Linked DNA regions of Mus musculus: regions 1, 2, 3 and 4 are each linked to region 5. The links are chromatin contacts, called in public ChIA-PET, Hi-C, HiChIP or PLAC-seq and promoter capture Hi-C maps. All regions are on one chromosome and are shown on one strand. The core of a region is the stretch at or near the end of the contact, and the rest is flanking DNA. Distances in the headings are between cores, read along the strand shown.

Region 1 (4,942 bases), core at 610-3,109, 620 kb before region 5:
ACCATAAACTCCATGTAATATGCATCCTTTCTAATGTCACTAACAGACCAGTAAATCCCTCACACAGCTCCCAGGCTTTTCCTCACTCAGATAAAACATCGTGATTGCTAGCGACTTTCCCATTTCATTAAGTAGCATGTAGTGATATCTATCACGGCCAGGGATAGAGGCCGATCAAACACACAGCTCCACAGGGCTCCAGTTTAGACTTGCATCTGCACAGGCCTCAGTAACTTCCTAGTCAGCGTCCAGGGGTCCACCTCCTAAGTAAGTATGAAAGCTAGGGCTAAGAACCTCAATCTTAACCCTACTACATGTGTACTCTCCGGTGTCAGTTCACAGTAGCACCCCCTGCACTCACACACAGGAGGCTGAGGCAGGAGGAGCACAGAGTCCCAAGGAAGCATTAGGGAGACCACCTCAAAAACAAAATTTGAGAGCAGCTTTGAACAAATCACTCTGAAACTGAAAGCTCGTGGCAGCCTTATATGGCCTATGCTGAAGATAAAATTGAAGATAAAATAAAAATTAAAAACTTCAAACGATTTCCTAATAGCTTCTAGGCCCTTCTGGCTAAGATCAAATGCAGAATGACTCTCTAGACACATTTCACGTCTAAGATGCTTGCGTATGAGGTCCAGGTCTAATAAGACTCGTTCTCCAAAGCAACGGGCAGTCGGAGAAGGGCAGTAAAGCAGCCTGGGGGAGAAGTCATGAGCACTTCTGGCTGTGAAGGAGGGTTTAGCTCAAGGGCGTTAAGGAAAACTGCCTGCTTAAGTCTGGATCGACTCGGGCCTAGGCTTAAGACGGCTGCCACTGACAATCCTGCGCCGGCCTGGGGAGCGCGGCGGAGGCCGGGGGAGGTGTAGGCTCGCGGGGGACACAGAAGCGCAAGGCCGTCGGGGTAGCGGCGGCGGCGACAGCAGCGAAGCGACAGCGCCCAGAGGCTGAGCATCGCCCGGAGGAGCAGCGAAGACAAAGGCGGGAGCGAGCGGCTGCGCGACAGAGAGCCGTGGCGGTGACAGCGCAGGGCTAGCGGGAGTGGGGAGTAAGATGGGCGCGGGACTGCTGAGGGCGGCGGCGGAGGTACCGCGCAGAGACCACGCCGCGCTCCTGGCTGCGGGGACCCGGCGGCGACCAGCGGCGACCGGCGTGGCCTCAGCTCTGCACACTCACCACTGGGGACTCCGTAATGGCGGCCACGGCGGCGGCGGGGGCGGAGAAGCCGGGAGGGCGGGCCCGCCGCAGCCACTCACTAGTGCCGGCATCTTTCGAACCGGGCTTGAAGACAAGTTGACAGTAGGCCGAGGGGAGGAGGGCGCGGCGGAAGTCGGGCCACAGGCCTCGGAGCATGCGCAAGCCCGCAGCCAATAGGGCTCCGCGGCGCACGCCGGAGCATGCGCACTGAGACAAGCACGGAGGGGGGGTGGGCCCGACCCGAGAAGAGCTGCCCCTCCTCCCCAAGTCCAAACAAAACAAGGGCGGGAGCGCGCGCCGCGGGGCCCGAGTGGCCCGCGCGCCAGGGGCAGGGGCCGGGTGGCGGGCGCGACGCGAGAGGGCGCAGCGGCCGCGGCGGACGGACAAAAGCCGCCGGCCTTCGGTGCCCGCGTCCCGCCTCTTGCGCCCGGGCAGCGGCGTCAGCGCCCAGGCCGGTGGCCCTCCGCTACTCACTCGCGCACGGAGCTCGCGCCCACTCCCTGCGCGCCGGGTCCGGGTCCATCCCGCGTTACCTCTGAGCTCCGGCGCCCGCGTTCCCGTACGGCCTCTCGGCGTTGCCGCGGACCACCGATCGCCGACTCGCGACACCGCTGTCCTCCAGGCCGGGCACCGAGCTCTGCCGCCCCGCCCCCCTGCCCGCGGCCTCACGCGCGCGCCCCCGCGCCGGCCCCGCCCCCGCGCGCGCCCGCCAAGTGGGTCCCCGGGCGGGCGCGCAGGGGCGCGACAGGGCGCTCGTGGGGGAGGTGGGGGGGAACGGCGGACGACGGGAGGCAGAGCGTGGCTGGGAGCGCTAGCTTCCTGGCTGCGTCCTGCGTGCTCGGCGCAGTCTCTGTCTCCGACCCCGAGTCCTTCGGGTTTGGGGTTCCAGCCTCCCTTTAGCCCTGGAAGACGGTGCTAGACAACAACAGCCACTTCCTGAGTCCACAGGGAATTGGCAGTGTAGTGAGCAAGGACTGGTCATACACGGCCTGGAAGATGCGTGAGCCGGGCTGCCCCCAGCTTCTTGATTTGCATGCACAGACAGCTTCCCCACCCCCAGCACCCAAAAGAAACCACGGAATTAGAAGGGAGTCGCCTTTTATTTGGCACTTTACGTTGAGATCTGCCTATTCATGTAATGTGCACACCACCGCCTTTGAAAATTGTAGTTCTTGGGGCTGAAGAAGTAGTTTAGTTGTTAGTATGTGTCTAGTCTGAAGAAAGCCCTGGGTGCCATCGCCAGCACCTAGAGCCCAGTGTGATGACGCAGACTCAATAGGTGGCATCAAGAGGATCGAAATTTCAAGGCCATTTTGGGTAGGTAACCAACCTGAGGCCAGCTTGGAATGCACGAGAGCCTGTGTAAAGAAGGAAAAGGAAATGAAGGATTGCAGGTGTAGTTCTTCAAAGCCACTTTGGAAAAATTCAATGTACCTCAAGTAGCCGGAGTCTTGTGGGTATCGGCCTGGTACATGCATGGCACCGCAACTGCAGGTCAATCAAAGCGCTTATTACGGAAACCAATTAGACACACTTTCAGTCCTCTCCACCTGCCAGAGTGGCTGAAACTCCAAGGGTTCTAAGAAGATTAAATAAATCACCCCACCAAAAATTCCTCCCTGGTGAGCGTCTGTACTAGTGACATCACCCATTCCCCTGAACACTGGGATCATGGGCAATCTCTTCAAAGGGATTTATGGGGAGGATCTGAGAGGATTTGGAGAGGAGGGGACCTGATCAAGTATGTCATATGAAAAAAAAATTAAATATTAAAAAGGGATTTTGGTCTTTTTGAAGAATTCTGTTTTAAAACCATCTTTTAATTTTTTATATGTGTGTGTACCTGTTTGTATGTGTTCCGGGTGTGTGCAGATGTCTAAGGATTGTCTGCACTCCTGGGAATTGAGTTAGTAGGTTGTAAGCTGTCTGATGTGGGTGCTGGGAACCAAACCGAGATCCTCTACAAGAGCAAGGGACCTCAGCCACGGAGACACCTGTCCCCATCCCACTTTTATGTATTGGCATAATTGGGAACTTGCTACATTTGGTGTGTGTCCTTGTTTGAGACAGGATCTCTCTATGTAGTTTTGCCTGTTGACATTTCATCTAGGCTATGTCCCACAGTTACCTGGCAATAGCCAGGTGTGTCTAACTCACTAAAAAAGGCGCTTCTTTGCCCCCTCCTCGATCTCTTGCTCTTGCTCTGACCTCTCACCCCTTGCCCCTCCCTCTCCACATGGTCATAACCTGCCCCCCCCTCTTTCTCTGCCTTCCAACTCCCCTCCCCATGCCCTGAATAAACCCTATTCTATACACTACATCCATCTATGGCTGGTCTCTCAGGGGGAAGGGATGCCTCAGCATGGGCCCACAGAGACACCCCCTTATCTCACATTATACCTGGCCTCTATCAAACATATCCCTGGTTTCTCTATTTTTATAAAATACAACATTGCCTGGCCTGGAGCTTACTATGTAGATCAGAGTGGCCTCAAAGTCACATTTTTAAGTCCTACCTCATGCAAGATGAGCCCAATAAGAATTGAGAGACATACAGAGTTTTGCCTAAGATTTAAGAACAAACAAACAAACAAACAACTCTTATGTAGAAGAAAGCAAAATGATAGGACAAAAATTTCAAGAACATAAAACCAAGTTCTTGCCAAAACCTGAGTGTCATACGTTTCAAGAAAATACTTGGAACCTGGTACAATGGGACCATCCCTTTGATCACAGTACTCAGAAGGCAGAGTGGGGCAGATCTCTCGAAGTTCAAGGTTAGCTTTGTCTACTTAGTTCCAGGACAGTCAAGGCTATGTGACCCTGTCTTGAAAAATCAAACCCTGAGGAAGTCACTCTCTAGATTTCAACAAAAGCTAAGGTATGTTTAACTTAGCATATAGCAAGTTTTGCAGAATCCACAGCCTGTTGTTAAGGCAATAATTGTTTTTTTCTCCCTCCCGAGTCCTTAGATGTAGACCTGTAGGACACAAAAGTCTGTTGGACTAAAACTTCATGTTTGTATAGAAAAGAGGGGGTGACTTTAGAGTTAGGCATAAAGATGGATAAAGATGAAGCAACAGCTGACTGACTCGCAGAGTTCCAGCCCAGAACCCAGTGGTGCAGTCACAAGGCTGAGCACAGAACAATGCTTACCGTCTTAGTCATAGCTCATATTTACTTCAAGAGCTCTGAAGAATAAACTTTGGATGTCAGGGAGGGAGAGGTTTCTGTTTCCAATGGAGTGACTCATTTCTTTGCAAGAGTTGTGGTGGCAGGACTGCAGTTTCAGGCTTGGGTTCCTTCAGGGTGTCCAGTATGAATGAGACTGGGGTTGGCGGTATGTCACTTGATTTTCCTGATGTCCAGCCAGAAGACTGGACAGTGACTCTCAATTACTGGCTCTTGAGATGGGAGAGTAACAGAATTGACCATTCATATCTATCTAGAGAAGGAAATGGAGGCTAGGGAAAGGGCCCATAGGAGTTTCTGTTATTGTTTGTGATGTCACTGACGCCAGATAAGCAGTATGCCTGGACACCCTTCCTCCCCATTACACATTCTCCGTTTACTGGTGGCCATAGTTATAACTCCTTTTTAGCATAATAATCAACCTTGAAAGTTCTTCTCAAAACTTTTGTATTCCAGGGTTAGGGATGTATATAGCTCAGTGGTAGACTATTTGCCTGGCCTGAGAAAGATCCTAGGTTCAATCACTAGTAGGGTAAAGGAAGAGACAGAAATA
Region 2 (5,371 bases), core at 1,749-4,248, 530 kb before region 5:
TCAAGACAGTCTAAAACATTTGCTAATCCATCCACACCTGTATAGCAGCCTGAAAATTTGTTTTGTTAACTCAAATTTATAAGACATGAAAACAGCTAAGGGGATTATAGAATTTTCCATTTTCCCTTCCTGAAAATATATATAGACCTAAAAGTGTCAAAATAGAAATATTTCATATTTTTAAAATTTGAGCAGTCTTCTTCCTAAAACAACTTCAAATAGTGTTGTCAGGCTGGTCTGAACCCTTATTACCTACTATGATATGGATGTTTTTATAACGAAGCCTCGTTGTGGAAGCAGTATGCAAAGAAGATGTATTCAATAGAGTTGTACAGATACACTCAATATGCCCGACTGGATTACATCTGTACAAAAGTGCACTAAAATTTTAAGGAAAATCTACTAAAGATTATTCGTCACTATGAGTAAAATCATACAAGAATGTTTGCTTCAAGTGTCTTACTGCTGGGCATAGCAGCGCCGCTACAATACTAAAGGCAGGAGGGTCACAACCCTGAGCTCAGTGCTGGGTACATAGCGAGTTCCCAAACGACTTGAGCTTCAAAACCAGATCCTGTTTCAAGCTTTTCTTTTTGAAAGTGCTTTAATCACTGGAGAGAAAAAGCAGTTTCCCCAAACCTACCTCACCCTCTGCAAGGCCAAGGCTCTGGTACCTAGAACTCAGCACTGAGCACACATAAACCTTCTACATGTCTGACTGCTGCAGAGGTGACAGTCATTAAAAAAAAAAAGCCGGGGGGGCTGGTGAGATGGCTCAGTGGGTAAGAGCACCCGACTGCTCTTCCGAAGGTCCGGAGTTCAAATCCCAGCAACCACATGGTGGCTCACAACCATCTGTAACAAGATCTGACGCCCTCTTCTGGAGTGTCTGAAGACAGCTACAGTGTACTTACATATAATAAATAAATAAATCTTAAAAAAAAAAAAAAAAAAAAAAAAGCCGGGGGCTGGTGAGATGGCTCAGTGGGTAAGAGCACCCGACTGCTCTTCCAAAGGTCCCGAGTTCAAATCCCAGCAACCACATGGTGGCTCACAACCATCCGTAACGAGATCTGACTCCCTCTTCTGGAGTGTCTGAAGACAGCTACAGTGTACTTACATATAATAAATAAATAAATTTAAAATAATAATAATAATAAAAAAAAAGGCCAGCTAAGAGTTTTTTATCTTTTGGTTTAAAATTATCTTATAAAGGTTTAATGCTACTGTCAATACTCAATGGAGAGGGAGGGTCTGGTATTTCACAGTAGCTCATGGGAAAACTGAAATCAGCAGGTGTGGAGGCTCCTATCTGTAATCTCAGCTCTCAGGAGGCTGAAGAATTAGAGGCCAGCTCACGCTACATACAAGGTCCAGGCCACCCTAAGCTACAGTATTCAGACTTTGTTTAAACAAATCCACCAACCAACAAACAAGCTTTTCAAAAAGCTTGAATGTAATTAACTTGTGTGAAACCAAACCCTTTGAAAAAGTAAAAAAACATAAAAAAGGAATCATGCTAAAATTAAGAGCATTTGCTCAAATACTTCTATTTTAAGGACCATTCCCAGTATCAGCAATAACATTTAAAAAGTTCTAGGACAGCCAGGGCTGCACAGAGAAATTCAGTCTAGAAATACAAAACAACAACAACCATAAAAAACCCCAACTTCAACCAACACCCCCAAAAGCTAGCTGTAGTAGACCTGATGAATGGAGACCTCAAAGAGCATACAATGGTGATGCCCACTGGGGAGCGAAGCCAGAAGCAGAGGACAGCAGCCGCCTGTGCCTGCTCCCTTTTCCTACTGAGCACTGGACACAAGCTCCACAAAGGCAAAGTGAAATCCATCAGTCAGGAAAGGAAAGACCACTTCTCACTTTTAAGCTTTTTCCTCCAAAAGGCATCGTATTTGCTTTCGATAAGCGCCTGGGAGCTTGTGCCCTGCTCAGTAGCAGAAGCCTGGACACTGTTCCTGCATCAGCAATGATGGAGGAACAGCTGTCATTTACACGTGGGTGGGAGAGTCCTCCCAAGACCCCTGGTTCTGGTAGAAGAAACTGCAAGGCCCAGGTGGGGGCCCCAGCAGGACATCACAGCCAAGGCCCCTGTCTGCTTCCAGAGCTCTCTTCAGCTCCTTGTTCTGAGGTCTGGTGCCTCAGGCTTATAGGAAACATGTTATCTCCTCTGAGAAATAGCAACTACCCCATAAAATGGTGAAAATACACCTGTGCTGCTCTTGTAAATCAATATATAGAGAGATATGCTTTGATCACTCTCCTCAAGCTAAGTGTTTCCTCACACATAGACAACAACAGCAAGGCAGGTACAATGTAAGACCCTTCCCCTCCCTTCCTACAAGCTCACTTTCTACCTTAGATTTGCTACAGAGCAGTCAGAGCAACCCTCGGGTGTCTGATGGGACACCGTGAGCAATGTCATTATACAAGAGACTAAAGATAGAGGGAGGAAACAGTCATACACAAACCTTGCTTCTGGTCGCTAGCTGCAGTGACAGGGGTGCTGGCAGCAAGATGAGCGCTCTCCACAGTCCCATATACCACAGGGCTGTGCTCAGGGACCTGGCTGGGCAGCTGCTGGGATTTGAAGTACAAAAAAGGGTGATAATGAGCACGCGAACATAAAAACTAGCAACATGGAAGCCAAGCAAGGAGGGGAGGCAGAGGGGGCGAGAGGTCACAAAATTAAAAGAAAAGTGGGGTGGGGGTGTATATAGGGCAATTGAATAAAAACAGGGGAGAGGAGGACAGAGGCAGCGGGGAGGGAGGAGAAGAGATGATTACTATTAACCACGGCAGAGAAGACAGCACAAGCACCCACACAACCACTCCAGTGACCCTTCCTGGCTCGAGCTCCACTACAGCAGTCATGGCTGCCACAGCGGGACAGGACTCAACATCGTCCCAGACTGGCTAAAAGTTCTGTCAGCTCTCCTTGTAAAATCCTCAGCAAAGCACTTCATCTGCCTGCAGAGGGCAGACCAGGCATATAAGCGTTTGTCATCCAGTGACTGACTGAACCAAGCCTGTGGAGAGGCCCTGATGGCTGCCACAGCCGCTGAGCTCTCCGATGGACTGCAACGTGCAAAGTAGCTGAGGTCCCTGCCACCTTCACTATGGAGCCAGCGCCGTGGAAACTTTGAAGAATCTGAAAAGCAAGTCAAAGCTCTGGCTTCTCACAACAGGAGAAACTCCCATTTTATACTTGGCCATTCTCTGGTACTAAAAAATGCCTGCTAAACCTGGAGTAAGCAGGCTGAGGAAACTAGAGCCATTGTGCAACTTAGAGCAAACAGCAACACAAGGAAGGATAGGCGCTCCAGGCAGGTGCACAGTTAGACAAAAGCCACAGAAGAAAGCAGTGTCTCCCGAGGGCGAAGGCCCATTTTGGTATCCTATACTGAATTCTACAGAAACTGCCATAGAAACCTTTCCTACTACAGGCAGGGAGGGAGCAGTGCAGGATGGTTAAGATAGGGGCTACTTAACGGGTAGGGCTAGCAAAAAATACTTTCAGTTACGTGTCTTAAACTTCTTAAAGTACAATTAGTTAGGCGTACTTTAATCCCAGGACTAGGACGACAGAGGCAGGTGGATCTCGGAGTTTGAAACCAACCTGGTCTACAGACTGAGTTCCAGGGCTGCAAAAAGAAATCCTGTCTTGTGTAGAAAAAGTGGAACTATAAATGTGAAAGATCACTTATAATAGATAATAAATAACACTGCTTTCTAGGGTGTGCAAGATGTAATTTATACACAGCTGTATGTGCAGGGAGAAAAATATCATGAGAAAGGAAATAATGCCACAACTTTGCAAATGTATTACACCATCAAACTGCTCACACTACACAATTATTTCTCGATAATGGCTACTAAGATCAGAGTAAAGATAAAGTCGCTATTTTTATTTTGAACCACAGAGAAAGAAATGGCAACTGTCACAATTATCCTGAGTCCCTGAGTTTCTGGGGAAACACATATTAAATAGAAAATTAGGAAGGCCTCAGAGTCCAAATTTAAAATGTTGATTCTGTTCAATTCTATGGGCCAAAGAGAGATAAAAAGGAAAAGAATCCAAGTTATTTAGTGTTTTAATAAACATTTAACTACACACAGAAGAAAACTTTGTATGCTTTGTTTATTAAAGAAAATACCACGGACTGCAGCTTCTCAGAAGGTCAGGTGAGGACCCTTCTTCTTAATACCTGGGTTGACAAGTATCACATAAACGGCTTAGGGTGGTAAGCAGCTACTCAGACAGACCCATGAATCTCTAAATACCAAAAGTCCATCTAAAATGCCTTAAAACCATATGAAAGAAATAACTACTATTCACTTGTTTGCTACAAGCTCTTTCTGTAGTGCCCAGCTAGCTTTGAAGACATGCCCTCAAACAGTCTACAAGTCTCAGCCTGGCTGTGGCAGGAAACCTGGTGCGGGTCTCCAGCATTGCAGGGGAGCAGTCCAATCACTAGCCCTACAGACATTAAGAATTAACAGCCCTAGAAAGCAGAGTCCTCAGAAAGGGAGGTTAGAGAAATGTGTCACTTAGTAAAGCTGTGAGTTACACAAATGTAAAGACCTGAGCACTTGTGGAAAAGCCAGATGTGGTAGCATCACATGTAACTCCATGGTCAGGTGAGGGAGGCAACAGATAGGTAGGTCACATTAGTCCTTGGTCAGCCAGCCTAGCTGACTGGTTCAGTGAGAGATTACAGAAAGGGGGGAGGTGCAGGAAGCTATCCTATCTACACATCAGGACCCTAAAGCCCGTGGAAAAGCACCAGAGGGCATTGCCATGCTCTCAGTGTGGGGACAGAGTACACACTGGTGGTAGATCACTGGCTGGCCAGCCTTACCTAATCCATCAACTTCAGGTTTACTGAAACCATGTTTCAAAGAAAAAGGTAGATAGTATGATAATTTGAATAATCAATCACTTTCTTATTGGATTTAAGGTCCATTCTATGAGACAGAGCCATACCTAAAATTGCTAAAGTCACCAAGAACTTGAACCTAGATGCCCATACATAGGCCCTGAGGGAGCATGTGCTGCTACGGTTCTTGAACAAAGCAACAGAAGGACTCCTAAGAACAAAGAGCTATGGCCACAGACCAGTGCTTGGCTCAGCCCTCTTCAGAGGCGCTTCCTCTTGCAGTAGACAGGGGGGGAAACAAAGTCCCATAGCTGGACAAAGAGCAGAGAGTGAGAGACTCCAGACACTCAACCCTAAATGGGATGTCTTCATCAAACCCCTTCCCACAGAGCTCAGCATCTATGTGGAAGTTGCTCAGGAGTAGACACATATGAACCCCATTTTTGGTGGGAGGAGGGGGCAGGGTGATGGGT
Region 3 (4,944 bases), core at 714-3,213, 550 kb after region 5:
AAGAACCTATTCTCTGCAACCACTGTCACGAAAATTATGTATGCATAGTGGCCTCTTTTCTTGTGATCCCTCCTTTTAATCCTTGTGTAATACAGAACCTGGCTTAGCAGAGGTGCTTAAAACTTGCTTGAGATGCAAGTCACCTCCATTTCTATGCAGAACAGTGGCCAGTAGCCACATTGTTCTTTAAAAACACTATAATTTAGTACTTACTTGTGGAGCACCTATGTGCTGAGCACTGTCATAGGTATTTCCTAAACCTGTCAGCTCTACATTGGGGGGGAGGGGCTCCTGCTATAAGTGGGGGATCAGTCCTCCCAACAGCCATAGGTGAAAGTCTAGAGGCTACGGAAATGATAAATCTGATGCTGATGGTGATCTGTGTGGGTAACAGTGGCCAGGTGACCGTGCACCTGGTAGGGCCCTATCAGATACTGGTTTGACTGTGGCAAGAAGGTAGTGGCCGAGTGCTGACAAACCACCGACAGGGAACATGGTGTGGCACCTTGTCAGCTTGACACAACCTAGAATCTCCTGGGAAGCGTCTCCCTAGGGGATTGTCTACATTGGTTTGGTCCCTGTGTGTGTGTGTGTGTGGGGGTATCTTGAGTAAACCAATGTCAGAATACTCAGTCCACTGTGGGTGGCCCCATTCCCCAGGCAAGGAGTCTTGAACTGTGCCTGCAATCCAACTGGGCACAAGCAAGAACATGCATGCATTCACTTCTCTCTGCTCTATGGATGTGGTGTGATTAGTGGTTTGAAGTCTTTGTCTTGCCTTGACTTCTCCAAGGTGGTGGACTAACCTGCAATTGTAAGCTGAAAAAAATCTTTCCCCCCTTGGTCCTCCTCCTTCTTCCTGGTCTTATTATGTAGCTCTGGGTGTCCTGAAACTACACACACACACACACACACACACACACACACACACACACACACACACACATCAAGGTAGCCTCACAATTCAGAGATCTGCCTGCCTCTGCCTCCAAAGCACCAGGATTAAAAGATGGGTCACTAAGCCTGACTCATTAGACTTTTTTTTGGGGGGGGAGGGGGTTCAGGATATTTTATCACAACAAAAATTAACTAGAACAGCTGCCCAGAGTGCTCTAATGACCCAGAGTGTTCTAATTATTTATCTTCAGCAGTAGCTGCAAACTGCAGTCACAGTATTAGATGACAGAAATTTGAGTGACAGCTCTGCTCCATAGGTTCGGTTTCTGTTTTAAAGGTATTGCATCAAGTCGAGCTGACAGCGACAGTGCTGGGGACGACTGAATATTGTCATTGCCCATGGAACAGCTGTAATCACATTGGGAGCTAGACATAGCAACGAGAAGCCTGGATCTCGGACAAATGGGTCTCCATGTGATGCAGGGACAGCTCTCATGACCAGTGCCAATGGGGCTCATGTTAACTGGATCCGATTCACATCCATTTGACTGCCAGGACACTGGACTCGGGGTTCATAACCAGCGTGTGGTGCTATAGGTTAAAACGTGAGAGGATAATGGCAAAAGAAACCCCGTGTACACCCATACCAAGCCCAGTCCAGAAATCAGTCTCGTTCTCGCCCTGCACATGACTGTTTGTTACAAAAGAAGGAAAGAAATCTTTGTCGTCTCTTCGCAGCAAACCTCAGAAGTGGCTAGGTAAGGGATGGATCATGCTATGGAACATGCTAAGGAAACATCTCCCAAGGTACTGTGAGGCGAAGGTCAAAGGTCAAGAGCAGACCAGGTTCCAAACTTGGAAGCCTGCCATTGGTAGAAAGCGTGCACGTGATGCAGGGACAGCCTTCTCGCGAGACCGTCCCCCAGCACGTGACTACGGCGTGCGCACATCCGGGCTACGGCCCTCGGCGTTTTCCCCGGCCCCAAGATGGCTGCCTTTTGGCGTCTCCAGCGCTGTTGAATGGAGAAAGCTTTATTGTTCCCTTCGGGCAGGAGTGTTCGTGTCCTCAATGGCGCTGTCAATAAAGAACGGCAGTTTGAATCGGTGCTGAGCAGGTAACCATAGAAACGGCGCTGGGACTCTGCGCGGAGACCCCTGTCGCGGCGGAGGCTCCCGAGACTCCCTGAGTGAGGGGCGCCCCAGGACCCCTGGGGGACGCAGGGGATGCGCGGAGCGAGCTCCGCCTGGCTCGCGTCGGTCACAGCCGCCGCCGTCCGCTGTCCTCGGGACGTGGCCCCCGGGAACAGCCCTCACTTCGGGCGCAGCCTAGGTTGTTGCGTCCCGTGGAAGGACGCGGGACACTGCCTGGCATCTGCGGCCCTCACTCCCCGGCTCCCGGGCTGTGCTGCGGACGCCCCGGCCCAGAGGGCTCCCTCCCATCTCTGCTCTCAGCTTTTGTTTATCCGCTGTAAAACAGTTGCGGGGAAATAGAAGTCGTGGGAAATAAAACTTCAGCTCCCAGCAGTGAAGTTGCACGGAGACGCAGCTATGGTCGTTTTTTGTTTTCTTTTTAACGGGTTGTCCGGCCGCTCGCCTGCCGCGGGGCGGGGGAGTGCGCGCAGTTGCCCCGGCTGCTTTTCGGCTTTGATGGAAAGGTCCATAAAGCCAGAGTCATTTCTCTCCGGCGCTTTACAGAAGTTTGCCAATCCTGGCCCGAGGCACAGTTGACACGATATGTGACTAGCTTCCATGATGCCGTCAAGCTAGTGGTCTCTCATTCCTTACAAAGCTATCACCCGCCCAGTGTGTGCAATTGGCCATCTATTTTATGTCTCTACGTAGCTTTGCAGTGTATTTTCCCTGCACAAAACGTGAAGTGTGATTAGGGTGTGCTAGCTTATAGGGCTGGCAATGTGAGGCTGTCGCTGGGAAATCCCCCTTGTATGATAGCCTAGGTCACATTACCTCAAACTGTAAGTTTTCTCCCTCTGGGAGTGCTCTTCCTTGGAATTGTATCCAAATCTTGGTGTGGGTTATAGCTGTTTAAGCAATCAATGTAGGGTTAGGGTTAGGAAGTGCAAATTTTCAGTGCTTGGCATAAATTATGCTCAATGTAGACATGGTTCTTCGGTGACAGGTTCCCATTCTGTCTTGTGCTTGTTTTGACACAGACCTCATGTAGCCCAGGCTGGCCTGGAAATAAATAAATATACGTATATGTATTTGTGTGTGTGTATATGTATACACACATATTATATATATACATATATATATATATATATATATATATATATATATATATATATATAGGCTGGCCTGGAAATAAATACATATACATATATGTATTTGTGTGTGTGTGTATATGTATATGTGTGTGTATATGTATGTATATATATGTATATATATATATATATGTATATGTATATATATATAGGCTGGCCTGGAAATAAATACATATACATATATGTATTTGTGTGTGTATATATACACATTTATGTATATATGTGTATATACACATGTATATACGTATGTGTATACATATATATGTATATGTACGTGTGTGTGTGTGTGTGTATATATATATATGTATATATATATATACACACACACATATCTCCAGTTGGTTGGTCTAGAGCTCCTGCTCCTCCAGTCTTCCTCCCAAGTGCTGAGGTTACAGGCGTGTGCCTCTTGCCAAGCTCCATCACCCAATTTTTTTTTTTTTCTTTCGAGACAGGGTTTCTCTGTGTATCCCTGGCTGTCCTGGAACTCACTTTGTAGACCAGGCTGGCCTCGAACTCAGAAATCCACCTGCCACTGCCTCCCGAGTGCTGGGATTAAAAGTGTGCGCCACCACGCCCAGCTATCCATGACCCATTTAACAGTTATTTTGGTTTTTTTTGTTTTTTACACCTATGCTTGCATGAGTTTAATCAGTTGTTCAGGTGCTTCTACTATGTGCAGGTATGATTCCTAGAAATGTGTTATTACACAAGAGGACCACGACTTTTGCCTCTTTGTGGAATTTAAATTCTTCAAAGGGCTTCGGTAATGTATAGGTGCACAGAAATAATTCTCCTTCTTTAAAAAAAAAAAAAAAAAAAAAAGGCCTGCTGTGCAGCCCAGGCTCACCTTTAACTTGAGATCTTCTTGCCTCAGCCTCCAAATGCTGGAATTACAGTTGTACATCACCCTGCCTGTCTGGCAAGAATGAATAATTTCAGATACCTATCTCATAGCATCCTAGCAATTAAATAAGTAGCTAACGCTCACTGAGCAATTTCTTTGTGCCAGGTACTGGCACTAAGGCTTAATATGAACTGTCAGCCTGTGACACAGATAGTGTTAGGATTAACATTTTACCCAGGGGGAGATGGCTGGTGTTACATGGTTTATGCATAGGGAGTGTGGAGCCGCAATAAACAGATCATGCCCTGCTGTGTTCCGTCTGTTGTCTTTCCTGCAAGCTTGTGAGGTCCACAAGAGTCATGCCACACCTTGATCTTGTGGCCTCAGCTACTAGCCAATGCCACAGCTTCATGTATCCATAGGTTCGTAAATATACACATTTTTGAGGATTCATTAAACAAATACCCGGGAATTTGTTTCACACCAAGAGCTCAGAGCTGGGTGGCTTGGTGCATCCCAGAGTGCTTTTGTTTGCTCTTACAGTCTGGACAGTGCGGCTTCCAAAACAACAACAACAACAACAACAACAAAAATCCTAATAGTTCAAGTTTTCTTTTTGGGGTGGGGGTCTTCTTGGTCATGAACTGGTAAAGCAACCTATCCTCCTGCCTCAGTGTGGAGTGCTGGGATACAGTGTGTTTGCTGGTAATTAAATCTGTTTGGAAATGCCCAAATTTGGTCCCAGATGTATTAAATAACAGTACAAATCCAGATGTTACTAGCAAAATGAGGGGTGTCAGGATAGGCGTCGGTTTTCTATCTTTTTTTTTTAGGGGGAGGAGACAGAGTTTTACTAGTGTTTAAATAGAGAACAGCTTTCTCAAGTGGAATTTAATTGTTCTTCTAAGCTATTTAAAAATT
Region 4 (5,262 bases), core at 54-2,553, 670 kb before region 5:
GTGGTCTACATTATCAGTCAGAAAGCCTTTGGAGTGGGGTCAGAGTTCAGCAAAGCAGAGATGCATGCTTGACCCTAAGTTCTAAGGATGCGTCTCTATTCCTGGCTCAGCACCACACAGGCTGGAGGCTTTGAAACACATCTCAATAGGCAGGAGAGGCAGAAGAGATGAAAGAGCCTGCCAGTCAAAATAGAAAGCATCCGTGTTAAATATTTTGGGATTTCTTTGCATAAGGGTTTCTCCAAACCTCAGATACTGGAGCACATGGAAGCACCACACTGTTTCTTTCTTGGAAAGACAAGTGTTTTCTCTACTACTCAAACGAGAAGAGTTCAAACATGAGGATTTTGCTTGTGGGGTTGAAATGGGGGCAAGTGTGAACAGAGGAGAGAAGACTCCTGGGACGCTTAGGAGGGAAGGAGGCTGAGGAAAATGGCTGGAGCTTTCAGGATCCTACAGGTCTGGAATGAGGACAGAGGACCAGGAGTCTAGAGTCTTTGGTAATGGGGCTGCAAGCGATGCGGGTTAGGACAAGCAGGGACGCTGAGCAGTCCTGGGTCTGAAGTTCTGCAGAAAAAGCTGCAAAGGACGGGCATGTACCAGCTGGGGTGCTGGGTTCAGCTGGGAGGTTGCCACCACACTGGGGGCAGGTCCCCGGTGGATACAGTCAGGACAAGCCTTCAGACTAACCTGCCGCTATCTACCTGTGCCCGGAGCCTTCTCGCTTGGCTTTTGGGGTAGGGGCTGGGTTAACCCACCTATCCTGTCTCCACTTTCCGGGAGCCCCGAGCCTGGCCCTTCAGTCTCGGGACGCCCTCACCTCCACCAGCGGGTAGGCGATCTCGTTGTAGATCTGCTCGGTGAAGTGTTCTATGTAGTAGGCGCCATCGAAGGTGAACTGCTTTGGGGGTTCGTCCGCCGCTCCCGGGTTCTGAATGAAGCATTGGCCGCGCGCACTGTCCACCGTCACCACCGACTGGCAGCTCAGCTCGCGCTCGCGCTTGTTCATGGGTCGGCAGCGCACGACCACTTTCACTGACTCCGAGGCCATGGCTGCCCGGGGGCGTGGCCCGGTCCAGGGGGTGGAGCCAGAGCCCGCGCGGGGCGGGGCCTGGCGGCGGGGGCGGGGCCGCACCAGGGGGCCGGGACTCCCCGCGGGGCGCACTGGGTGTGGCAGGGGCTCGGCGGACAAGTGTGCGGGCTGGAACCCGGGCCGCCGCCTCCCGCGCCCGGGCTCGCCCGTCCCTGAGGCCGGGCCCGGGCGGGGAACGGGGGATCCGCGCTGCAGGCGCCGCCGCACGACCCGAGCCCCGGAGCTGGCCGGGTCACGCTCGCGCTCGTGCACGCCGTCTCGGCGTTCGCCGTTGCTGGGCAACCTCCGTGACGTCACAGGACGGAATGGCGAGTGCGAGGGAGAGCCCGGGTGCAGGGGATGCACCAGGCCGTAGGAACTACCCTATCCCATCCTCTGCTCTGTCTCACAGGCATCGCAGCTCCAGCCCAGTGAGGTTCAGCAACCCCGCAGAGGTAGGCAGGGTAAGACTTGGAGCCCACATCTGACTCCACTTCCCTTAGGGGTTACAGACTGAGAGGGACAGTCTGAGAGTGACAAGGACTTCACTGCCCCCTATCCACAGCCCTAAGAATTCATATTTTTAAAAGACGGGAAAACTGGGCCAGCAAGATAGCTCAGACAGTGAAAGGTGCTTGCTGCCATGCCTACATGGTCCCAGTCAATGCCCGGGACCCCACAAGGTGGAAGGACTCTTGTAAGCAGGTTCACACGCATAAATAAATATATTTGAAAAAAAAATTAAAAAGACAAAAAAAATTTAGGAGTTAATCTTTCTGTTGGAAAGGCCACACAGACTAACCTCCTGACCCAGTCTGTGCCACCAACCACCAAATTGCAGTGCTCCCATGAGTTCCTAGGCACAGAAACACCATCAGTCATTTGACAGGCTCTGGGAAGACAGCCTCTTGCAGTCTAGTAGGGGAAACTAACATTCGCATCTTCTCATACACACACACACACACACACACACACACACACACACACACACACATGCACCAAAGAATGACTACAAATGAGCCATTTCTGTGGGTCACCTTTAAAAGGATCCTCTGTTGGCTGGGGGGGCGACAGGAAAAGTATCTTGGATATAACTGGAGCTGAAGTTTGGTTTAGGCAGATGTGGGCTGTACAAAGCACCTACTACACTTTGCTGAGACGGTAAACAGATCAGAGTCTGAATTTTAATAAATTACATGTGTGTGCTCACGCGTGTGTGTGCATTTGTATGGATGCATGGATGTGCACCCAGTGTGGCGGTCAGAGGACAACTTACAGGATATGGGTCTCTCCTTCCACCACGTGGGACCAAGGGAACAAACTCAGTTTAGCAGGTTTGACAAAATGCACTGAGCCAGCTCACAGACCCATCTACTTTTTTCTCAAAGGCCCTCCCACGAAACCTCATCTCCTAATCCCTTCAGACCTCTCTGGACCCTGGTGGCCAGGACCTCGGTCCTATGCCAGCTGCAGTCATGTTTGACAGACAAAAGCAAAACAGGAAAACGACTTCTGCAGTCGACTGAAGAATGGGGTTTATTTGTCTCAAAGTGCACACAAGAGAGCCGTGGTGGTGGTCTGCATAGACACAGAGCCATGGCTTGTAAGTAAGACACTGTCTGAACACATGGGCTCCAGACTGCGTCATTTGTACCATGCGATCAATAAATGCTTTGGAAGAAAAATGTCAAAGGGCATGGGGGAAGGCTGGTGGTCCCTTGGATGTGCGGAGGTTCTCCTGGTATTGTACACATTGGAGATTCACACTACGAACATACCCTCTTGGAGGTGAGCCCTGGCCTAGAGTCTGGGCCAAAGTAGCTACCAAATTTCCTTGGGTGTAACTCTGCGGTTGGACACGGGATGGATATGCTAATCTCTCTGCTCCCATGGCAACCAGGCCCTACTCAGGAGTAGGCATGCAAGTGGCCATGGCATGGAAGGGAGGTGAACTCTTGTGAAAGAGTTCCACAGGCGCCTTTCTCTCCATCCCTCACAAGATGCCTCACTTGAAAGTGAAAGAAATGGCAATGCACTTACTGAGCTGAGGTCTTATCCCAGTGTCGGGGAGAGGCGGGGCGGAGGTTGGGGGGAGGGAGACAGGGATGTTGGAAGCACCCAGCCTGGGTTGTCATCTTTCTCCCCAGTTTGTCCCCTCTCTGTTCAATAGAGGCCACTTCCTTCCCAAGGGATCCAAAACCCAAAACCTGCGGCTTCCACTGAAACATGTGGTATTCAAGGCACTAAATGAAGACATCCCTGCTCCCTGCCTGCCCCTCTGCTTCCAAAGGTAATCCATCTTGTTCTTGTTCTTGTTCTTGTTGTTGATTTTTTATTTTTTGAGTCAGGGTTTCTTAGAGTAGCGTTGGCTGTCCTGGAATTTGCTCTGTAGATCACGCTGGCCTCAAACTCATAGAGATCTGCCTGCCTCTGCCTTCTAACCATTGGGATTAAAGACGTGCACCACCACCACCTAAGAAGTCTGTACTTTTGGGTGGATTCATATATTCTTCGGAGTTGACTTAAGGGACGCTTGAATTTGTCATTCCCTGGCTGGGCCGATGCCTTCCTCTAGAATCTGTCCCTGGACTGCCCCTTGCTAATGTCACCTCCCCCCACCATCCCCGTGGGACTTGAATTAATCCTAGTTCTCCACTGCAAATGGGGCTGAGGTTACCAGTGCCAGCCATGGCCAACGGTCAGCACTGTGTTCAAGGAAGCACCAACAGGAGGTGGCTTCCTAAAGCAGCCACCAAACTGAGTGCGGTTTGCTCACTGCTAGTCCCACTCAGAGTGACTCCAGGAAATGAGCTGATGGTGCAAACCAGCAACTCCCTAAGCATCTGCTTCCCTGTGGTGAGCGTTCTGGGGTTCCCCATCGTCTCCAGCAAGGGCTGCACCCACCTCCAGGAACTGCTGCAAAAGTCTCTGCACCAGGATGACACTAGGAACCTGGCCATGGCCACTCCCCAAAGTCACCTAGGGTTACCAGCACCCTGGCTCTACCTGCTCATCCTGGTATCTCAGCTGGTCCCAGGTCCTGGGAGAGGTCCTGGCATCTCCAATTTCAATCACAGGGCTCCTCTCCCATGGCAGTGGAGTGATGGTAGACCAATCAAGGGGCAGATTGACCTGTTTGGAGCTGGTGACCAGTGGGTGGGGTGCAGGAAGGGCAGAATGACCCCAGCCGCCCAGGGACCAGGGGGCTAGGGGCTTGCTGTGTCCTAGCCCAGGCCTTGCAATTCCGCCTCAGACTTGGCGTGGCTGAGGGGCCGCAGAGTCCGTGGGAACCTTCCCTCAGTCCCACAGTCCTGCTCTTCGTAGGTAGGGTTGAGACGGCCCATGCTGAGTGGGCAGAAGAGACTTCGTTCCACCCCGGCGTGGCTCTCCACCAGGGCCTCCAGGCTGGGGAACTCTGCTGGCAGGTGCTGGGGAGAAAGGTCCTTAGCTTTGGTCACCTGCCCCATAGTTCACTCCACCCCTACCCTGGTCTCCCATCACATGCCTGCCATTCGAGAAGCAAGGGGATAAACTCAGAAAGGGAGAATGTGCCATAACTCTGTCCTTGTACAATTGCCATATAAAAGCCTCGACAGCTCAGGCCTGGAAACCGGTGACTCAGAGGCTGTGTGGGTTTGGGCCAGCTCTCCTCGAGATAACCTCTAAAAGATACCTCTAGAGGAGATACCCCAGTGGCTGTGCACCTCAGCAATTCTCCCTGAACCCTGTGGTCAGCACCCAGTGAAGGCACTGTGGTGGCGCACGTCTTTACTCTCAGCACTGGAAGGTAGAGGCAGACGGATTTCTGAGTTTTGGGCCAGCCTGGTCTACAGAGTGAGTTCCAGGACAGCCAGGGCTACACAGAGAGACCCTGGCTCAAAAAACAAAAACAAAAAACAAAAAACAAAAACAAAACAAAAACCAACAACAAACACCAAAAGGAACAGAAACAGGGCTTGCAGAGCTAAGTAGATAGGAGTGGACTAGGTTAGGGGTGGGGCCAGAGAGCTCCCAGTGAGGGAACAGGATGAAAGTGAGGTAGGCTCAGGAGCTCAAAGACAGTTAAAAGGGCAGACTAAGAAATGCCAGAGATGGAGGCAGCTGTGGGGCAGGGCAGGGCTGGAAGGCCCAGAGGATAACCCCACAGTCTCACCTCTAGGCAGAACCGGCCTAGGTGGTTCCTGAAGACC
Region 5 (5,407 bases), core at 2,684-5,183:
AGGCAAAGGAGGCAAAGAATTTAAACAGACAGATTTCTGTGAGTTCCAGGGCAGCCTAATCTACCGAGCAAGTTCAAGGGCAGCCAAGACCACACAGAGAAACCCTGTCTCAAAAAGCCCAAAACAACAAAAGCAAACAAACAAAAAAATCCTACATTTTGTCTCACAAATTAATTCATTTGTTAATTTAGAAAAGGCTGAGGCACAAGAATCTCAAGGTCAATGTGGGCTGCACAAGGAGACTGTGTCTCAGAACACAAAAACTAAAACTCCCAACAACAGGCTGTGGCCTAGGGTTAGGGACACTTTCACATGTGTCCCTCAGCAGTCTGGAAGAAGGAAAGTCTACACTGGCTTTGCAGCACAAAAGTTCCTAGACTAATAATGACGTGGTCCAGTGGTGCTGGTCTTTAATCCTAACACTGGAGAGGCAGGTGGATCTCTGAATTCAAGGCTAGCCTGGTCTACACATCAAGTTCCAGGCCGACCAGGGATGATGCATACATAGTGAGAAGAGAAGTTCATACCAAAAGTGGGCTGTAAGGCGGCCTGCTGGAGAGGCAAAGGGAGAATCACTCTAAATGCAAGGACAGTTTAAGCCAAGGTCTAAAAACCCACACAAAAGAGGCCAGCAGGACGCATCGAGCCCACCAGGTAGGAGTGAAAATTCCAAGTACTGACCTTTACCTACCCACCCAGCCAGGCACACCCAGGAATCTGGAATATTTAGCTCCATAGCTCTTAACCCTGCTTTTCAAAACAGTTTCAGAAATGCAAACAGTCCTGGAGGCAGGGTGTGGTGGCATGCTCCCAAGGGAGGCAGAGGCAGGCAGATCCACCTGGTCTAGGTAATGAGGCCCTCTCTTCCCTCCTCCACCATACCCCCCCCAAAAGAGGGAGAGAGTGGGGTGGGTTTGAGGGTGTCTAGTATACAGCAGCCCCTGGGTACTAACCCCAGCACTTAGCAGACACAATATAGACTCAGGAAGGAGGCAGGAGGAACAGACACTCAGGGTCATTGTTGGCCACAGAGACTAACATTAGCTCTATGAAGCCCTGTCTCCAAAACAAAACCCTAAAAATAATTTCTCTAAGGAAAATATATGAACAAGCCAGGCATTGTGGCGCACACCTTTACTGTCAGCACTCAGGAGGCAGAGGCAAGCAGATCTCTGAGTTTGAAGACAGCCTATCTAGAGTCCAAGACTACCAGGGTTTGTTATACGGAGAAATCCTGTCTCAAACCAAACCAAAAAAAAAAACAAAAAACAAAAAAAAAAAAAAGGAAGAGGAGGATATTCCACAGTTAACATCAGGGAAAGGGAAATGTAATCAAAACCACAATAAAACAGACAAATTTAAAAATGTAATAAATTAAAATTACAATCTTCCTATACTGCCTGTGAAACATGTTAAGGGAAAAAAATACTGCTCAAACTGTTAAAGACAATTGCCACATGACCCAACAATTCCCTTCCCAACACACATGTGTTCATGAGAGCAATTTATAAGAAGCAAAAAGAAACAATCTACAATCTACAGTCCATCAACTGAAAGATGGTGCTGTGCGTGGCGGCGGCAACTGCCTTTAATCCAAGCATTCAAAAGACAGAGAGACTACAGTGGGGGGGGGGGGGGCTGAAGTTTTTAATCACAGCACTTGGGAGCCAAAGGCAGGTGAGTTAAAGCTAGCCTGGTCTACAGAGTCAGCCAGGGCTACAGAGAGAAACCCTGTCTCAAAAAACAAAATGGATGGGTGGATAGATGGATAAAGTTACATGAACTATGACAGATATATGCATGCAATTCATCCCACAGCTTAAGAGACAGAGGCAGGCATTTCTCTATGAGTTTGAGGTCAACCTAGTCTACAGAGTAGGTTCCAGAACTGTTATACAGAGAAACCCTGTCTCCAACAAAGAAAATAGAAAGAGAGAAAAGAAAAAACAATGGCTAATGTGAACCCGAAAAGATTCTCAACTCAGTTACTAGATAAATGCAAACCAACAAGAAAAGGGGACTGAGAGGGTATCTGTGTACTAGAATACTGGCCTCTATCATCTACAGGATTCTGGATCTATTCAGAGTAGGAGGCAATAAACACACAGACGCCAAATACTACTTCATACCCACTAGAACAGGCTGGGAGTGTAGCTCATACAACACCCGTAGGGTTTGCACAGGGCTCTGGGTTAGAGCTGCAGCACCAACAGAACAATGAATGGCACATGTCTATGGTCCCATGACTCTCATGTTTGAGCACCTACTAGCTCGAAGGACTGTAAGTCCCAGGTAAACACGGGCTAAATCCTCAAACATACAAAACACCAGAGTCCCCAGCTCTACAAAAACAAATTGAAAAAAATTGAAAAAGAAAGAAAGAAAAAAGGATATTGGCAATTGTACAGTATCAAAACAGATCATTTGTGTGTGTGTGTGTGTGTGTGTGTGTGTGTGTGTGCACTAATGCTCAGGTGCCCACTGTGTCTGGAAGAAGGCTTTGCACATGCTCTGGAGCTGGAGTTACAGGTGGTTATCAAGCACCTGGTGTGGGTTCTCAGAACAAATGGTACTGTGATCCTTTGAAGAGAAGCCTGAGCCCTCTTTACTAATTAGCCATCTTTCCAGCCCCAGACTTAACTCTGTCTTTTATATCCCCTGTGCGGGTAATTGAACCAAGGGACTCAAGCATAAAACCACCACTCTACTCTCAAGCTAAACCACCAGCACTGTAACTATACACTTCAAATGAGTGCCTCGGTAAAGCTGTTTCAATTCCACACTATACAAATTGATGCCGTTCCAGAACTTCGAGGAGTCTTAATGTCCTTGTGAGCAGACACCTAGAGTTTAGAAAGATGCACCCGCTTTACTTTTGAAAACTTCCTAACTTACATTATATCTCAAATGAGGCACAGCTCTGAAGCCAGGAACCAAGGCTTCCACGTCTTCCACTTTTCCCTACACGCCCGATGACACGGAGCTATGGAGCATGCCTCGGTTTATCAATTCGATTGAACACAGGCCGGTGCAGGCTACGAGGTGGGGATAAGAAAACCACTCTACGCAAAAAAAGATCAGAACCAAGGGCCACGAAGGGGGAGCAGAATTTAAACAGCTAAAAACACTTTACTCTGCAAAGTGGTGTGGAGTTAGGGTGACCAAAAGAAAACACCTATAGGTCAAAGAGAGCCAGCCAATGAGAGCGGGGGACCGATGACGTAGGTTAACCAAAGGGTTTTCTAAACCTGCTCTCTGCAAGTGATACTTAGGTGATCAGGCCTTCTCAGCGTGCAATGACAGGAGATACAATGTCGACGAAGTTCGCTGTCGGCAAGTTCCCCTTTTACAAGCGAAAAGCGCACAGCTATGCCCAAGATCAAACAACACTCCAGCGTTACTTACTAAGCCCTATCTCCAACTATCTCCACCGCCATCTTCAGGATGCGAGCCCAGCAGCCGCATCACTTCGGGGGCTGCGTAGCTCCCGGGTCGTGCAAACTGAAAGGAGATGCAGTAACACCGTGCATCGCCCTGGTTCCCGGTCCCCCGTCCCCCGATCCCGCCTCGGCCACGCGAGGACCTCACCTGCACACGCCTCGGATACAAGGCTCCAGCCAGATGCGGTAGGCGGTCTCGATGTGCTCCTGCGACACCTCCTCGGGCCGCACCGTCTCCGCCCAGCGCCAGGCCGCCTTCTCCAGCTGCAGCCGCGGAGCCATAGCCTTGACCGAGGTAGCACTCGCCGAGCCCGGTGGCCTCCGGCGCCGCCTCCGTCTCCGCCCGAATGGGCACGGGCCCCTGCCAGCCGAAAGAACCCAGCGCTGCCCTCAGACAGGAGAGCAGTCAATCACCTGCGCGCGCCACGGCCGCCGCGCCCGCCCGCCCGCGCCCAGCTCGCACGACCAGCCGCAAAGCGCCGCCGCCGCCGCCGATACCCGACAGACCCCGCGCCTGCGGACGTTGGAGGCGTACGCCCTGCCGCAGTCTGCGCATGCGTGCTCCCAGGAGTCCCTGCGCCGAAAGCCCATGTAATCCGACTGGCGGAAGAAAGCCAAGCGTCTGCCCAAAGGCGACTCGCCACGTCTTTTTTCCGCCATGGTGAAGGCAGCTAGCTACGCTTCAGCCTCCGTCGTCTACTCCGACGAGCGAGAGCTTGCCCTTGCTTTCCACACTTCCCCTGTTACTGTGACAAAGTTACACCATAGAGTACTCAACGCACACCATAGGGCCACCGGGACTGTGAGTGGGACCTGATAATAGCAGAAACCGAGGCAGCCGGAACGCCACAGTCGGATCGAGGATTTCACTTGAGCCTGGGCGAGTTCCGGCTCCTTGCCCGTGCTTTCTGACGTCACGAGGCGTTATGTGGTTTGCGGATGCTACAACGGGACTACATATCCCAGCGTGCAATGCGCTCTGCCACTCGCGGAGCGCGAGGCATCCTGGGGTTTGTAGTCTTCGAAGTGATAGGCTCAGTCTTTGAGTTGCAGGTTGTTTAGAAGCATACACAGGTCTGGGACGTGTTCTTTGCTGTAGGCTGTTGACCAGAGGGTCAACACTTTGACGTCTTAATTCGTTATGGAGTGTACACCCTAGCTCCCTGCTGTGATATTATTTCCTTTTTGCAACTACTTCCCCTTAGACCTAAAAAAGGCTAAACTGAATCACAGCGTTTTGTAACAGAAAAGAGCTATTACAGCTAAAGAGAGAAAATTCCAGGACTTTAAATATGTAAAAGCCCTGTGGGAATTCAAGGACTAATTCCTCCCTTATCTACTCCTCAACCCACCCCACCAGCCCCCAAGTAACCTTGAACTGAAGTCAAGATTTACTGAAGCAAGATTTGGTCCTTTGGTTGAATTTAGGCTGAAAATAAAAAACACAAAAATCTTCTAAGTCAGGACACACACACATACACCTCCTTTCTTAAAGAATTCCTACACCAGTTGGTTGGTGGTGGCACACACTTTTAATCTCAGGAGGCAGAGACAGGTAGATCTCTGAGTTAGTGGGCCAACCTTGTCTACAGAGTGAGTTCCAGGACAGCCAGGGCCACACAGAGAAACCTCGTCTCCTGGAAGGAAAAAAAAAAAAAGTCAAACAAATAAACACTGAATTCCTATACCACTGGTTAACAGTTGAACACTGTTGTGGGGCCCACCTTTAATCCCAGTACTCTGGTGGTGAAGGGTAGAGCCTTGCAAATTTAGTGAGTTTCTTTTTTTGTTGTTTGTTTGTTTTGTGGGGCCCACCTTTAATCCCAGTACTCTGGTGGTGAAGGGTAGAGCCTTGCTAATTTAGTGAGTTTCTTTTTTTGTTGTTTGTTTGTTTGTTTGTTTGTTTGTTTTTTGGAGACAGGGTTTCTCTGTATAGCCCTAGCTGTCCTGGAACTCACTTTGTTGAC

Evidence for each region. Promoter capture Hi-C pulls out the DNA fragments that hold promoters and counts their contacts. A called contact is a pair of places that touch in the nucleus more often than the background predicts. ChIA-PET counts read pairs in DNA pulled down with a chosen protein or histone mark. HiChIP or PLAC-seq counts read pairs in DNA pulled down with a chosen protein or histone mark.
Region 1: a contact with region 5 is called in an RNA polymerase II ChIA-PET map of memory CD8 T cells, with 57 read pairs. The contact joins the promoter of Hp1bp3 here to the promoter of Usp48 in region 5. A contact is called at or near these places in 3 of 39 promoter capture datasets (the 3T3-L1 cell line, the C10 cell line and liver), 1 of 484 Hi-C or Micro-C datasets (erythroblasts), 7 of 115 datasets of contacts at active chromatin or transcription factors (astrocytes, cardiomyocytes, embryonic limb bud and 4 more) and 2 of 9 other capture datasets (adipose tissue and liver).
Region 2: a promoter capture Hi-C map of liver shows a contact between it and region 5, with 4 times the contacts expected there. The contact joins the enhancer-like site here to the promoter of Usp48 in region 5. A contact is called at or near these places in 2 of 39 promoter capture datasets (the C10 cell line and liver) and 1 of 9 other capture datasets (adipose tissue).
Region 3: a Hi-C map of B cells shows a contact between it and region 5, with 13 read pairs. The contact joins the promoter of Zbtb40 here to the promoter of Usp48 in region 5. A contact is called at or near these places in 2 of 39 promoter capture datasets (the C10 cell line and neural stem cells), 2 of 484 Hi-C or Micro-C datasets (B cells and Th1 cells), 4 of 115 datasets of contacts at active chromatin or transcription factors (astrocytes, bone marrow-derived macrophages, large pre-B cells and 1 more) and 1 of 9 other capture datasets (adipose tissue).
Region 4: an H3K27ac HiChIP or PLAC-seq map of epiblast stem cells shows a contact between it and region 5, with 3 times the contacts expected there. The contact joins the promoter of Kif17 here to the promoter of Usp48 in region 5. A contact is called at or near these places in 1 of 39 promoter capture datasets (liver), 3 of 115 datasets of contacts at active chromatin or transcription factors (embryonic midbrain, epiblast stem cells and extraembryonic endoderm stem cells) and 1 of 9 other capture datasets (adipose tissue).

What each region holds. Positions count from the first base shown.
Region 1 is chr4:138,213,529-138,218,470 of GRCm38.p6, reverse strand. Hp1bp3 (heterochromatin protein 1, binding protein 3) reads right to left here and starts at 1,859. Exons shown (of 13, transcript NM_010470.3): 1 at 1,731-1,859.
Region 2 is chr4:138,117,573-138,122,943 of GRCm38.p6, reverse strand. It overlaps Eif4g3 (eukaryotic translation initiation factor 4 gamma, 3), which reads right to left. Exons shown (of 35, transcript NM_172703.3): 11 at 2,490-2,598. Among named protein-coding and RNA genes, the nearest start is that of 1700095J12Rik, 18 kb to the left of the region's middle. Within about 2 kb of position 2,998, at least 14 of the 459 cell types and tissues checked have an H3K27ac peak or open chromatin away from gene starts, as enhancers often do.
Region 3 is chr4:137,045,714-137,050,657 of GRCm38.p6, reverse strand. Zbtb40 (zinc finger and BTB domain containing 40) reads left to right here and starts at 1,963. Exons shown (of 19, transcript NM_198248.1): 1 at 1,963-2,012.
Region 4 is chr4:138,258,292-138,263,553 of GRCm38.p6, reverse strand. Kif17 (kinesin family member 17) reads right to left here and starts at 1,303. Exons shown (of 15, transcript NM_010623.4): 1 at 821-1,303. The coding sequence starts at 1,051. Sh2d5 (SH2 domain containing 5) reads right to left here. Exons shown (of 10, transcript NM_001099631.1): 9 at 5,226-5,262; 10 at 2,586-4,500. The coding sequence ends at 4,297.
Region 5 is chr4:137,592,698-137,598,104 of GRCm38.p6, reverse strand. It overlaps Usp48 (ubiquitin specific peptidase 48), which reads right to left and starts at 3,933. Exons shown (of 27, transcript NM_001355588.1): 1 at 3,589-3,933. The coding sequence starts at 3,722.